2 separate regions of the Gossypium raimondii genome follow, and region 2 is linked to region 1. A link is a contact called in public Hi-C data. All regions are on one chromosome and are shown on one strand. Each heading gives the region's core, a stretch centred on a gene start, on an enhancer-like site or on the middle of the called end of the contact. The rest is flanking DNA. Distances are from core to core; before and after follow the strand shown.

Evidence for each region. A called contact is a pair of places that touch in the nucleus more often than the background predicts.
Region 2: a contact with region 1 is called in a Hi-C map of leaf, with 3 times the contacts expected there. The contact joins the promoter of LOC105787985 here to the promoter of LOC105787984 in region 1. A contact is called at or near these places in 2 of 2 Hi-C or Micro-C datasets (both in leaf).

Annotation. Positions count from the first base shown.
Region 1 is chr2:9,572,123-9,574,960 of ASM2569854v1, reverse strand. It overlaps LOC105787984 (growth-regulating factor 4), which reads right to left and starts at 1,392. Exons shown (of 3, transcript XM_052625708.1): 1 at 760-1,392. The coding sequence starts at 1,000.
Region 2 is chr2:9,723,191-9,726,081 of ASM2569854v1, reverse strand. LOC105787985 (origin of replication complex subunit 3) reads right to left here and starts at 1,474. Exons shown (of 18, transcript XM_052625715.1): 1 at 1,307-1,474; 2 at 861-1,061; 3 at 613-787; 4 at 283-452; 5 at 58-185. The coding sequence starts at 1,378.

The DNA.
Region 1 (2,838 bases), core at 143-2,642:
AGATAAACTACTATAAAAGTAACAGAAATTTAAAGACAATCCATGACGAAAGGTAATATCACCAGAAGAAACCAACTTAACACACAAAAACAATAAAGAAAGGAAAGCAACTGAAACATAGAACCAAGTGTTTTTTTTTTTTTTCTTTTAAAACTTGTATGTAAGAAAATTGAGGACAAAAGCGAAAACGACTAATCTTTGTCCTAGAAATGTGATTTTAATGAGCAAGTAAAGAGATTATCCCCAAAACCCAACAGCTCTTCAAAGTCCATTAATTTAAGGAATGTTTCCCAACCTATCCCACTGGAAGTAAAAAGCATCATTGAAAAATTAAATATCCACTCAACCAACCATATCAAAATCTTTTATCTTAAAACCCATTAAAAAGGGGGAAACCATCTCTTGCAAATGAGCACTCTTTTTATTTATTTATTTTTTAGTCGTAAAAAAAAGTATGAAGCAATTTCAACCCCAATTTTATTAAAAATCTGGTTATGGTTCAAATCAGAAAAAAAAAAATTGATTATGGTTTTCAAAATAAAGAGATCAATATAGAAAAAAAAAAGATCCGTTTTTTTTACAAGAAAACACCAGCATACTGAACAAGATTCCTCAAATCAAAACAAACACACCCAGAGGACAAAAAAAAATTCACAACATCAAAGGTTTAGAAAAGAATAATAAAAAAAAGGGGAGATAAAAGAGAAGGGGAGATAAAAAATAAAAATAAAAGATGAAAGAAAATCATGTTGGGCTTACTGGTTGGGTGGTGAAAGAACCTATGAGAAATGGACTCAAAGCTCTTCTGAATAGGGAGCACAAGATCAGGTGGCACAGGCAAACCTGCCATCATATACTTAAAGATCAAAGCTTGATGTTCCAGTTCTTGCCATTGTGACACTGTAAATGGTGATGTCCTTATTGCCATCATCCCCCCACCACCACTCCCAGCCCCTCCTCCCCCAACGCCACCACCGCCACCTCCACCGCCACTATTCATCTCCAACGCTACCCAAGAAACTTGTATTTATAAATATATCAATAGTAAGAGAAAAAAAGAACTCGCTATGCTCACTTTTTCCTTCTTTATTCCTAGAAGGTAACCCACTTGTTGTAACTTCAAAAGCCTTTTAAACCCACAAACTGTAACATGTTTTTAGGACTAGGAAGTAGAAAAACTTGGGGACATAGATCAACAAGAACCTCTATCTTCCAACATATTTCTTGTTCCTTCTATTACTATGTCACAAAGTCTCTATCTAACATATATATCTGATTTGCTTTGCTTTGTTATGTGTTAAGGAGAAAAGGGAAGGGAGTGCCTGGGAAGGAATCCCCAAAGCCCAAGTTTAGTCCCATCTTTTTTTCGTTTTTTCTTTTTTCTTTTTTTTTTTGAATATAAGTTTAGTCCCATCTTTAATGGGGAAGACAAAAGCCCTTTTTCTCGTAACAATGATGTTAGGGTTAATTATGGCTTAATTGAGTCAATGGTTAGACTAATAAATACTTGAATTTAATTAGCTAAGTGTGGGTTAATTAGTTTAATTTGATTGGATAAATTAATGGTAATAAAGGGGGAGAGTTCCTAAAAAAGGACAAGGGGTGTCTGAACCATAGATGTTGTTTGTTGTTGTTGGGAAGAGGTTGTGTTGTCTTAAGATGAAGTGATGTGTGAGACAGCTTTCGGTAACCAGTCAAATGTGGATAAAGAGAAAGAACCATTTAACATTGCAAAATTATTATTTGATAAATTAACTGTCACATTTTTGTAGATCATTTTTAAATATCTAAGAAAACTATTATTTAGTAACAAATAATATATAATTTAAGATATATTTGATTTTTAAGTTTTACTTGTAAAATTAAAAATATATGTACAGATAAAATAAAAATAAGTGTTAACTTATTTAGGTGCATATGAAATCTAAAAAATTTACACGCTATATAAAAATTAGTTTTTATTTATACATGTATAGATATATATATATATATATATATATATATTTCTTTTACTCTTCAGGAGTAGTTTTTTTTGTTTTTGTTTTTTTAGCTTTATAATTCTGTAAAACCTTAATAAAACACCGAGATCTTTCTAGCGTCCGGACGTGGGTTTTTAATAGGATAGGACCCACTATAGTTTTAAATGTGTAAAAAGTAAACCGGTGTTAATATATTTTATAAGATTAATTTCATCATTCAACTTTAAAAATAATAAAATTATCAATAAATTATTATATAATTTTATTTAAATTATTATACTATTAAAATTGATATTGTATGGTCTTTTCTATTCACATTATTTACACCAATTGAAAGTTCTCATTTCCCTTCTTTTCTATAGTTTATTTTTTTCATGAAACAATTTTCAACGTCGTGATTCTACAAACTAAGATCCATAAATTTATCTTCTTTTATTTTCGAAATTGACATCGAATCAACTTAGATTTAAAATATGTTTTTCTACTTATCAATGAATATTGATCCACCTTACCAATCATCGAATTGTCAATTAGAGCTCACTAGCCAAACTTTTTAATAGTTTAGAGACTTTAAAAAAAATTAACAACCTAAAGACTTAAATAAAAACTTTTGAATAGTTCAGTAAATTAAATAAAAATTCTAAATATCCAATGATCTTTTTGTAACTTACTGAAGTTAAGTGACCAAAACATCAACTTATTAATAGTTTACTGACATTGGATGTAGTTTACTTTAATTTTAATTGGCATAATGAGTTTTTTAGCCCTACAACTTTACAAAAAAGTTATTTAATCCCTCCATGTAATTTTTTGTCTCTTTTAACTCTTGAGTTTGTATTTTTGTCAAATCACTCCAAAA
Region 2 (2,891 bases), core at 225-2,724, 150 kb before region 1:
AAACAGATAGTTTAGGACTTTCAGGTTGAAAAAGAATGAGAGGATGTGCTATAATACCTTAACATAAGGATGAAATCAGACAAGACAGACCCACAACAACGCTCGATGTCATCAATAATCACAACCACTGGATTATTGCAGTTTTCTTCTCTGTACCATGATGCTAAGATTGATATGTCAGCTGGCTGCTCAAACAAAAAGGGAAATAAGGAACAAGCTCAAGTTACAAACTGCAAGTAAATTATCGTTCAACAGTCAAAGAGAGCTGTTACCAGTACTTACATCCAAAGAAGACATTAAAAACTGTCTTAATAAACTTCTTAGGCAACCACCAACCCCATTTTTGGCAGTAAAGTCAAGTGAGGAAAGGTTAGCAACATGGCATCCTTGATATTTCAAGTGTTTCCCAAGTTCTTCAAAAGTCAGTAGATCATCAACAAACTCCATATTCTCTGTCAACCATCATACACCATAAAGAATAGCTTTTGTAAACGATATATTTATAGCATGCATCATGCACCCAACGAGATAGACCAAAGAATTTCAGTTAAACAAGGTAAGGGCAACAACTCCAACCAAACATTAAACTAAAGTAGGAAGCATAAAACTTACTGGTAAGAACAAGCCCAGTAAATAGCCTTTTAGAATTAGCATCAGTTATAATAGGGAATGATTGAGTAGCTTCAGGAAACTCGGGAGTCCCAAGTGATCTGATTGTGTCAAAAGATTGATGCACCCAAGTTTGTATCTCGCTAAACACGTTCATATTAATATCTCTCAAAACATCCTGCAAAGCTATACAATTTTTAAAAGGGAAAAGTAAAAGCGTAAGGAATAAATAAACTAGGATTTTTACCTACTTTAATGGTTGATTCAATTTTTGACCAAACAAATTCAAAGGCTTCCATTCTCAAGTTCATGTTTTCATCTTCCTTTTCGTCTTCGATATTCGCAGAATTCTTTGGTGATGCTGAAGACAAATCGGTTCTCCTTGTTCTTCCAGTTCCTGATGATTTTCTATCTGATTTCCGAGATGATCCTTTTTGAAGAACAACAAACGGCTGCCATGTTTTTTTGGGGAAATATAATGAATAAAAATCTATTCAAAACCTCAACATCTTCAAAGTTAACTAAATAAGTACTTTAACCATGAACCATATGACATGCATTTTTTTAAAATAAATTTACAACGAAGAATTTTTCTGAGAACCAAGCAGAAAAACGTATAAAGTGTGATTAATTTTTTTTGGAAATGAAACAAAAACATTTTTTTATTTAAAAAAAAAACAATCACAGGGAAAGGAACCTGGAGATTATTTTCGGTGAAGGCTTCGTCAATGGTTGAAGGAGGCGAATCGTCATTTAACGAAGGAGCCATTGATTTTGATTTCGATCGTTTTGATAGATTTTAGAGGAATTTTTATGCCGTTTTTAGGGTTTATGGGTATTTTTTGTGAGCCAGTTTCTACATTCCAGTTTCCAGTCCAGGGGTTCTTTCCTTTCAGTTTTGGCGGGAAACGCCTCAGGGGTATAAATGTCAAACAAAAATATTTCTCTTGATTTTGAGTGGGCTGAGCCGTATTTCTAGATCTTAGTCAGTCTCTTCAATATCCAAATTCAAACGGGCCATCCACTTCTTTTTGTATTATCATTTTCATTCTTGCAAGGCCCACATAAAACAAATTAAATTATGAATTTGTAAAAAGAATTATTTTATAAAAATTACAAATATATCTATAAAAAATTAAAATATTAACTAAAGGTGTGTTTGATAAACTAAAATTTAAGTACTGAAAAATTAAGTACTGAATTTTTATTGCTAAATTTTATAAGTGTTGAATTTATATTAGAAAATTGTTTGATAAATTACTAAATATAATTATTGAATATAATTATGTTGTTTAGTAAAAGGAAGGATTGATTTTAAAAGATTATTCATTTTTTAAATTTAATCTTATTAATATAATATTTTATTTTATTTTATTTTGGAGAGTTTTGGATAAAAGATACATATGGTAATTTGAATATCTCATTTTAAAAAAAAGATAATTTATTTTAATTTTTAATAAAATAAAATCAACTTAATATTTTCTCCATTAAGTGATAAGTAGCAACCTACCTACTTATCTTATTGCTCACTTTTTTTTATTGAAAATTTTATATTAAGTAAAAAATTAAAATGATTATCAAACACATTCAAAATATTAAATGTTGAAAATTTTTATTTTTAGTGAAACTTTACTTCCATCCATCCTCAAATCCTCGAGACTCGTTTGGCATCAAAGCCAAGGAGGAACATATAACTATAAGTTTTGGAGATCTTCAAATTTGTTTTCAATATTTTCGAGTTCTAGTTTAACTATCTTTATTAAAATATTATTATTTTTGTTAAGTATTGATACACAATCCAAGTAGCCATGAGTTAGGCACGTTTAGGAAAATGTATCCTTGTAGGCAATTTTAGTAATTTAGAAATTTTGATAGTAGAACCCTTATAAGAAATTCAAAAACAAAAAGATATTTCCTTCCCTTAGGAGAACCAATTCTTCTACAAGTTTTACTGTAACACCCCAAAATTGGGCTTAGGAGTTTTAGGGTTATATTCGAATATTAGTTTTAGTGTTCTCGAGAATTTTGTAAGCATGGTAATCGAAAATATTTTTGACTATAGCTTTTAGAAAATTAAATCAGATTTTGAAAAAGATGTTAAAAGGACCTTTACTTTGGAAAGTGGACTGATTTGTAAAAAGGTCTAAATTTTGAGCTTGTAAGAGGCAAATAAACCAAAATTTAAAATCAACCCATATTTCCCTCTTTTCACCCTAGTTTTGACGTGAATAAAAGAAAAGAAAAGAAACATTCTCTTCCTTTTTGTTGTGCCATCCCTTTGA